Regions from separate parts of the Rattus norvegicus genome. Here region 1 is linked to region 2. The links are chromatin contacts, called in public HiChIP or PLAC-seq maps. All regions are on one chromosome and are shown on one strand. The core of a region is the stretch at or near the end of the contact, and the rest is flanking DNA. Distances in the headings are between cores, read along the strand shown.

What was found. HiChIP or PLAC-seq counts read pairs in DNA pulled down with a chosen protein or histone mark.
Region 1: a contact with region 2 is called in an H3K27ac HiChIP or PLAC-seq map of oligodendrocytes, with 5 times the contacts expected there. The contact joins the promoter of Erich5 here to the promoter of Mtdh in region 2. A contact is called at or near these places in 1 of 12 Hi-C or Micro-C datasets (frontal cortex) and 1 of 1 datasets of contacts at active chromatin or transcription factors (oligodendrocytes).

The regions. Positions count from the first base shown.
Region 1 is chr7:67,536,765-67,541,372 of GRCr8, forward strand. Erich5 (glutamate-rich 5) reads left to right here and starts at 1,390. Exons shown (of 3, transcript XM_006241547.5): 1 at 1,390-4,608.
Region 2 is chr7:67,191,371-67,196,602 of GRCr8, forward strand. Mtdh (metadherin) reads left to right here and starts at 1,290. Exons shown (of 12, transcript NM_133398.2): 1 at 1,290-1,980. The coding sequence starts at 1,603. LOC134479891 (a long non-coding RNA gene) reads right to left here and starts at 1,144. Exons shown (of 2, transcript XR_010053749.1): 1 at 1,017-1,144.

The DNA of each region.
Region 1 (4,608 bases), core at 140-2,639, 350 kb after region 2:
CGAGGGCGCCGTGTGTGAGGCGGCAGGGTCTGGGCTGGTCTCCGCCGGATGTGGCCTCGGGATGTTGTTCCGGGAAGACCACGGGACGCGGCGTTACCTTTGGAGGCAATTTCTGTCCACCTGCCGCTGATCTTCTTGCTTGCCGCTCGTAGGAGACACCCCCCGCACCCCCCAACACACATACATACATACACTTCCTGTGGCGGTTTTATTCCGTGTACTTGGGAGCCGACTTTGCACAGGGACCGCAATTAAAAAAAATAATCTAAACTCGGTGAGGTGGCTGAGCGGGTAAATGCGCTTGCCACTAAGCAGATGGATTGCGTTCCAAACCCACGTGGTGTAAGGGGAGCGCCAGGCTCAGCAGGTTCTCTGACCTGCGCTTGGATGCACACATAAGTATACAGAAGTAAACTGTCACAATACGAATACTTTTAAAATCACTTTGCTACGAAACTTGGGCCGTTGTATAAATGTAGTATTCGTGGGGAAAAAAAAAAAGAGAGAGACTGAAAGCCTCTATTTATGCACTCTAGCACCAACAAAAACCCCGGGTTGTTGAGATTGTTCAGTCAGTATAGTGCTTGCCTTGCAAGCATGAGGACCTGAATTCTATGCCTAAACCTCCCCGCCACACCCCACCCCCAAAAAGTCTGGCATGGTTGTGCAGGATCGTAATTCCATTTCTGGAACAGATCCCTGAGGCTAACGCCACCCAACCTAGCCTAACCTGTCAGCTCCAGGTCCCAGTGAGAGATCCTGTGAAAAATAATGTGGACAACTATCGAGTAAGCACACCAGAAATTGACCTGTGACCCCTGCCCAGCTGCACAAACACCCGCGCCACCAAACATATATAAGCATAAAAAAGTAAAACCAGGTTAGTAAGTAAGCTGTATGGTGTGCTACTTTGCCCTGGAGGTTAGGAGAGGGAAGAACAACCCTGCCTCCCCTTAATAAAAATAATTTTAAAAACATCCGTGAGCCATGCGGGTCCTAGTAACCTATGCCTTTAATCCCACCTTGGGCAGGCAATCTCTGTGAGTTGATCTTTTAAAAAAAGTCAGAAATTAAAACGTTTATTTTACCTAGCTAATACATACACTATGATATGAAATAGTAACGTTATTCTCAAATTTTTACAGCTAATGTATTACAGAAGTATGAATAGAACCAGGCCTGTAAATTAAGTAGTTTTACAAATGAAAGTTTATTCAACTGTTGTGGCCCATTTTGTTGTGAATTTGACCAAATGGTAGTGTTCAATTACCATACTATTTGCTTTAACATTTAGGCATAAAGTACTTAAGATGGTACAAATCTGGGCTGGAGAGATGGCTCAGCGGTTAAGAGCACTGACTGCTCTTCCAGAGGTCCTGAGTTCAATTCCCAGCAACCACATGGTGGCTTCCAACCATCTGTAATGGAATCCGATGCCCTCTTCTGGTGTGTCTGAGGACAGCTACAGTGTACCCACATACATGAAGTAAATCTTTTAAAAGGGGGGGGGGGGGGCGGGGGACAGGCTGTATCCCTTGTTAGAGCACAAACAGTTCTAACAATTTCATCTGGTAGTTGTTGAACTGGCCTGGCTGTCCAGCAGCTAAAATGACCATATTAACAGTTACTTGATGTTCATAGTGAGGCATGCCTCAGTGCTTGTGGAACGCATCCTTCATATTCTTGCCAGCCCACCTGCACATTAAGCATGCTGATAAATATGTTGGTAAGGAGGAACGATGAACTCAAGGAAACAGTCTCTGACTTGGTGAATAACCATTGTGCACTTGAGCATCCTAAGGGGGCAAGAGAGAATGGCAGCTACCCAGACCCCTCCCATCTGACAGACTACAACTTCGAGTTGAAAGCCAGCCAGAGTAATGCTTCCCCTTGTCTAATTCTACTTTATTTTGCCATTTCCTATCCAAGGTAGCATAAATTTGTATACCCATTGATACAAAGAGCCAAGCAATACTTCCTGTGTTTATTGTGAGGAGTGATGCTATTGGAAAGTGAAGTGCTATCTATGTACTTGGTCTTTAGGTTAGCACTCAGGAAGCAGAGGCAGATGGATCTCTGAGTTCAAGGCCAGCCTAGTCTACAAAGGGAGTTCCAAGATAGACAGGGCTCCTACACATACAAGCCCTGTTTTAGAAAATCAAAAAAGTAAAATAAGAAAAACCACAGTAGCAGTTCTGACCAGATAGAATTAAGCCAGTAATCTAATAAGACTAAGGGAGGTCAGGTGATTGTTGAGGTCAGTCAGGCAGAGGCATGCATTGTGTTGTCTGCAGGCTTATGTAGAAACAACAGAAAGAAGCCCAACTAAGTAGAAAAGCAGTTTATTTTGCAGTTCAACAAAAGGACGAGACCCAGGTCTGGACAGATTAGGCATGGGAGAAACAGCAGCATGTTTCTGGTTCAAAGCAACCTGCAAAGCACAGGACAGGACCTCAATCTTATCCTGGGTGGTACCATAATTGGGTGCTTCATTTACAACTCTACCACACTCCAGGTTTGCCTACTTCTGGGTAGCTACATGGAGAGACCAGTAAGTCATGTAGAAATTAACTTACTATCATCCTTGTGACATAATAAAGTAAGTTCTTTGGAAAGGAATGTGTTAGGCAGGTAGGGTGTCTTGTTTTCATTTTCTCTTTTCGACATCTCCTTGCTTAGCATCACCCCCCCACCTCCCCGAATAGCTGGGAATGTTGGGATGGGGTGGGGTGGTGTATTTACATCTAGCAAAAGATGTCTAATATCTTAAGGACAGGACCACTGATAAGTGATCCTGGTGAAGATGTCAATAGGAATAACAAGTCTGATCTAGCATCCATTTCAGTAAAAAAGTGTCTGCTCACCTAGGAATGCAGAAATGGTTTGGTGGGTAAAGTGATTGCCTCAAAAGCATGAGGACCGGACTTCAGATCCCTAAAATCCACATAAATTGGTTTCCACAGTGTATATGATCCCAACGCTCCTTCAACAAGATGAGAGGTAAAGAGATAGGAGGGTCCCTGGATGCTTGTGAGTCAACAGTGTCAAACAAAAGTCTCTATCAAAGTTGAAAGTGCAGGTCAACACTAGAGATTGTGCCAGCCACTCCTGACTTGGGTTTAATCCCAGCACTCAGAACGCAGAGGCAGGCAGATAGATCTCTGTATTCCAGGACAGCCTGGTCTATAGAGTTCCAGGATAGCTAGGGTTACACCCAGAAACCTCATCTCAGAAACAAAACAAAACTAACCTCCACATATACACCATATACAAACATGCGCGTACACACACACACACACACACACACACACACACACACTGATGTCCTAAAAGGCTGCTAGATCTCATCCGAGTATTGTTTCAGAGACTTCACATTTGTGGTCACCTTTGCTGGGAAGTTACACACTCAGCCAGGTAAACTCTGGGAAATGGAAGGACAAGTTGTTGAGCCCAAGTCTGGCTTCTGTCCCTGTTCCTACATTTATTTTATTCCTGTGCTGATTATGAAGCGATGAGCTGATTCCTGAAAAACAATATTCATTAAGTACCTGGTTGTTATTGTTTGCCTAATCACCAAGAGCCCCCTCTGAAGATGATAGAAGTCACCAAGGCTTAGTCAACAAATTATCACTGAGGGAACTTCAGGCAAATCCTAAATAAAATTGATTGATTAGGAAAATGGAGAACTTAATTGGATCCTAGTTTAGCATGAAATGTACAGTTTAGGGAATTTAAAGTCACATATTTACTTTTAGTTGATATATAAATTATATCTTACTGTAAAAAATTTAAAAGCCTTCACTAGCTAAATTAAAAATGGCTTTTGGGGGCTGGTGAGATGGCTCAGAGGTTAAGAGCACTGGCTGCTCTTCCAGAGGTCCTGAGTTCAATTCCCAGCACCCACATGGTGGCTCACAACCATCTATAGGGAGATTTGATGCCCTCTTCAGCCAGGCGGAATGTGCAACAGAGCACTCATACATTAAATAATTTTTTTTTATTTTTTAAAAAAGGCTTTTATGTGGCTGGAGAGATGGCTCAGAGGTTAAGAGCACTAGCTGTTTTTCCAGAAGTCTGGAGTTCAATTCCTAGCAATCATGGTGGCTCACCACCATCTGTGATGCCCTCTTCTGGTGTGTCTGAAGACAGTGACCATGTGCATAAAAATAAAACAATAGCGAAAATCTGTTTTTAAAATTGACTTATTTTTAAAAGTTTGGGAATGGAGTCCTCTATGCCATGAACTGTGTCTCTGCACCCAAATTGATTTTATAAAGATGGACCTCCCAATGTGCCCGTTTCTATAAATAGGATTTTTAGAGTATATTTAATGTTAAAGGTATTCAGAATGATGAGTCCCCAAACCAAAATTTCTGTAGTCTTATAAAAGGGAGTATTAAGACATAGACATACGGAAGACGTGGAAAAGAGAGCCATCTATCAGTCAAGCAGAGGGCCTTCGAAGAAACCATTCTGTGGCTGTTTTCTAAACTCGAACTGGGAGCAAATAAATTTCTGTTGTTCAAGGAACTCCATCTATGGTGTTTTGCTATAGCACCCCCAGCAAACTAATACAGATGATAATGAAGTACACTGGATAGTTAAGTC
Region 2 (5,232 bases), core at 40-2,539:
ATTTACTTGCTAGACTATCAGAGGGACTACCATACTCACCTATGATTACTGCAATCCTCTAATTCATAAATCTGAGTGGGATAATCTAAATTGATCAGTAGAATTTCTCAGGAAACTATGACCAACACAAATAGGTGAGGTTATAAATCCTATTCCAAAACTATGAATGGAATTTGTTAATTTTTAGAGTTCATGAAGATCTCATTTTAAGGTTCTGGCCTTTATAATTTAGCCCTTAATTATAAGCGTGCAAAAAGCTTAGTAAGAGTAGTTTATTACTTATAAAACTCCAAGCCACCCATTAATCACAAAACTCATTACAATACTGATGGGTCAAAATACATGAATAGGTTTTTAGTTTGTATTTCAGTTGTTTACATGCTAATTATCACTTAATTATAGACACTGTTTCCTTACAGCAAAGGCAAAATACAAGTACTAAGGTAGTCCCCAAGCATTTGTATAATTAAGAACTGAAGAAGCGCCTCAGTTATTTTTGGTCCTGGGAATCAACGCCAGAGCCTTGCATATGTTCAGCAAGCATGTTCTGTTACTGAGCGACACTCCACAACCCACCTAGTTTCCCTCTATTGCTACATTTGACTGTTGGACAACACATGCACTCAAAAATTGCAACTTTTTGTGTCGTATAAAAGCGTAAAATAATATGCTTCTCTTGCATATAAATACAGTCTAATGGGCTTCCTCTCAATACTTCCTATTAAGGTTACAAATTAGTAGGAAAATAATAGTGCCTCCCACGGGTTTGCGGACTTTTTAATTCTGGAGCCTGACAACAGACAGCAGGAGTGAATGAGAGAACCGACGCAAACGCTGGCAAATGTTAATATGCTAGTCTGCCACGAAGAAATACTCAGATGTGAATTACACGTGCCCGTGGCCTCAGACTCCACAGAGCTCCCTCTGGAAGCATCCAACTGGCCCCTGACCTAGGGAGAAAAAGTCGGTCCACTGCACCATCACTGCAGGAAAGAGAGCGTAAAGCCAGCTCATACTCTGATAGATCTGACCGTCTTGCTCGCGCGCAGGCCTCGAACCGGAGCCCCTTCTGCACTCAGAGCGCCCGAGCCTGCAGAAGTTCCGCAGCCAGGCTTCTACTCCGGCTCCTCAAGCGGCGCGTGGCCCCAAGCCGCCAACAGCTCAAGGAGACCCCTCCAAGACCAAGTCTGCCCGGCCCCACCCATCGCACCCACGTGACCCATGCCACGCCCACAACCTCCACGTGACCCGGTCGGCCTCCGCGCGCAGCGTGGATCGCGGCCAGAGCCGCCATTGTTCCGCCGGGGGAGGACAGCGAGGCCTGGCGCTGGCGCCCCGACGCCACTTAGCGGCCGCCTCTGGAGACACTCTGTCCCCGCCGCCCCGTGTCCTCCTGGCGGCGGCGGCGTGAGGCCGACTGGAGGGAGTGGGAACCCTCGGCCCTCCCCGTGGCGGCGGCGGCCACCTATTCCCCACTCTGGAGTGAGGGGCGGCCGCGATGCGCTTGGCCTGAGGTGTCGCGGCCCTCGTCGCTTCCCACGACTGTTCCAGCGGCGTCTGTGCTCCCCGGCGTCATCCCGAGAGTCTCTGACGGGAGGGAAGATGGCTGCACGAAGCTGGCAGGACGAACTGGCTCAGCAGGCCGAGGAGGGCTCTGCCCGGCTGCGGGAGTTGCTCTCTGTCGGCCTAGGTTTTCTGCGCACGGAGTTGGGCCTCGACCTGGGGTTGGAGCCGAAGCGGTACCCGAGCTGGGTGATCCTGGTGGGCACCGGCGCTCTCGGGTTGCTGCTTCTCTTCCTCCTAGGTTACGGCTGGGCCGCTGCTTGCGCCGGCGCCCGCAAAAAGCGAAGGAGCCCGCCCCGCAAGCGGGAGGAGGTGACCCCGCCGACTCCGGCCCCCGAGGACCCAGCCCAACTGAAGAATCTCAGAAGCGAGGAGCAAAAGAAAAAGAACCGGAAGAAGCTGCCTGAAAAGCCCAAAGTGAGTAGTGGCGAGGAGCCCGGTGGTCAAGGGAGGTGAGAACACTAAAGCGAGAGCTCAGGACGAGGCGGTAGGTGAACACGTTCCTTGAGTAGGGGGAAGTCGGAAAGTATAAGAACCAGTAGGAAAGTCGAGTTTTTCTACAAGGAAATTAGATCCAGGGGTAGGTATAAATAAAAGTGCCCAAACTTAGAGCCATCATATGGGAACCTTGGCTTCCCCAAAAGCATATCCTTCTTAGAGGCCTATGGAAGTAGGCTGCATATGTGGAGGTTAATGGGACCGTACAGTGACGTTGGGAAGTTCTGAAAAGACTGTCTGGAAGAGAGAGATGTCTATCTCAAGTCACGTTGAGACCTGAAACCGCGGCTAGTGGAGGATATACGGTGACCTAAAAACTCTGGCTTAAAGGATTAAAGGTGTCCATATCAAGACATACTCATCTTAGTTGGAAATGTTAAAGGGAAAGGGTAACCCTGTCTTAGCTTGGTGAGTATGGCCATTGGATTGCTGGTACAGGATCTGGAGATCTAATACTCCTTCTGGATATAATGGCCCTGAGCAAAACATGAGGCAAGTTCAGCAAAGTAGTCTATAGTATAGTCCACAGGGTGGAAGGTTTTTGTTTTTAATAAAGTAAAAAGGGGTGACAAATTGGAATGCTGATGGTTGAGAGGTTTCAAACTGCAGTTTGCTGGACCACATGTGGAAATGCAAAAGTTATTCCATTTTTATTAGGCCTCAGTGTGATTAGGCCTGTAGCATTTTGTTATATGTTATTTGTTGGGGAGATCTTGTGCCATGGCAGGCGTGCAGAAGTCAGAGGAGAAACTTGTTGGAGTTGGTTCTCTCCTTCCACCACGTGGATCTTTAGGGTTGAAGTCCAGTACTCAGGCTTATTGGCAAGTGCTTTTACCCACTGAATTATTTTAGTAGCCTTTTTTGCATTTTTATGTAATATGAAAGATAAGTAATATTAGAAATATCCATTAATGTAGTATAGGTAGTATATGATTTAATCCTAGCACTCAGGAGGCAGGGACAGGTGGATCTCTTGAGTTTGAGACCATCCTGATCTACATAGTTTCAGTCTGCCAGGACTACATAGAGAAACCTTGTCTCCAAAAAGAAAAAGAAATACCTCCTATTTTTCTATCATTTTAATGTAACTCTTCACCTTTTCAGAACAATTCAGTAAGCCAGTACCAGGTTCTTACTATGAAGAGATGTGCTCTGGTATGTTTGATGGGCTTATAGGAATTAAAGTCAATCATGGCAGCTAGTGTGAGACTGTGTTCATAAAAACTGTGTTCATGGACCCGTAAGTGCTAAATACGGGTGTGAATGCAATGTTGGTGTGATTTAGAAGGTGGAAACTAATTACAGCTTGAAAAATTTAGGAAAGTTATTTCAGGAAGCTGGGATTCACATCAGAAAAGAATATTGTTAGTAATAATATAAAAAGAAGGCTGACAGCTCATATCATAAGCATTCATGTTTTGATTGCTGAGTGGAAAGTTAGAAGAGAGTAAACCTAGAAAGTTATCAGTATAATACTTCCTGAAGTTAGAAGAGGAAACAGCACACTGAGAACATGCATAAATAAAAGTTCTGTAGACAACATCAAGGGTTAAGTAATGTTTTAATGAAAATAGAACACTTGGCTTCAGAGTAAAGGTGATCTTGAAACAAACCACATGCCTGTGTGGATTGTGGCAGGTTATGAAATTTTCAGAGCCTCTTTAGGATGTTTAGAGTTTAAGATGGACCTGAGGAGAGAGACAGGTGCTCCAAGAGTCCATTTGAAGTGCATCATGACACAGATGACTCATTTGAAGGAAGAACACACTTGCTTCACTATAGAAAATGTACAACAGATAGGATTTGGCTCATCCTGCTTTTCATTTGTGTTAAGGAAGGGGAATGGGTAATAAGTAAATCCACTGAGATCTTTGAGGAGCTGGAATTGAAATTGGATCATTGAATTTGAATTGGGTGGAAAAATAACCATCTGCCAAATAGTATTAGAGAAGTTATGGTCCTGAAACTTTTTTTTTTTTATTAACTTGAGTATTTCTTATATACATTTCGAGTGTTATTCCCTTTCCCGGTTTCCAGGCAAACATTCCCCTCCCCCCTCCCCTTCCTTATGGGTGTTCCCCTCCCCAGGTCCTGAAACTTTTGACTGTAATTCAGAAATATATTTTTGTATTCCAGTACAGGCATAAACTTGTTTTTTTTTTTTTCCAATGCATCTGTGACTCACAAAATTGGTTTCTCATTTGATTATAAGGCCTGACACCCACATCCCACACTCCCCTTAGAAAAATACTGCTTTCCAGGGCAGGTATAAATTTCATTATTTTCTATTCATTTTGTTTCTTGTACTGTACTGCATTTTTACATAGGGTAGGAAAAAACAAATAAGGCCTACTTACAGGTTGAAAGCAAGAAAAAGGAGTGTTTTACTTACTATGAAGGAAACAAAAAGTAAAAACTCAGTGTCTCCCCCGGGAGCTCTATGCCAGTTACAGAAGGTGTTTGTACACAGTCCACTCTCTGTATAAGCTCTGCTTTCATGGATAAAACCAGCTAAGGACCAACATTTTCTTTGGAGGGGCTGCTGGTGTTGCTAAGTTGGTTAGAGTGCTTACTTGGCATGCATGAATCCCTGGGTCTGTTGGCCAGAACTGCATAAACTGGGGGTCTTGTCATATACCTGTAATCCCAACATTCAAGTGGAGACAGGAGAATTAGACTTTCAAGGTCATCCCATACATCTTAAGCTTGAGGCCATCCGGGGATACATGAGACCTCTCTTTCCCAGATCAATGATTTTTAAAAATTGCAATTTTACTGAATTAGGTACAGACTTTTTTCTTGTCATGAGTCCCAAACTTACACTGCATAACAACTGTAAATAAAATATGTAGTTTGGACTAAGTATAATTACTCTAAAGATGATTTCAAGTGTATGAGTTATATGTAGGTGACATACCTACGTTTTATTTTATAAAGTATTTGGCATCTGTACTTCTTGGTATTTTTGAGAGTTCTGGAATCCCTTTCCAATGGATACTGAGGGACTTTATTCAAAACATTGACAATACAGCCCCACTGTGGTCCCAGGGGTCACCAAATGTCTAATCACAGAAGTTGCTTTTAAAGCAAGAGATTGAATCAAATTAGTGGGGAAAGCCTGAGAAATGCTAAAAGCTGGAGAAAAATAGTCTGTCAGCTTGGGAGGAATAG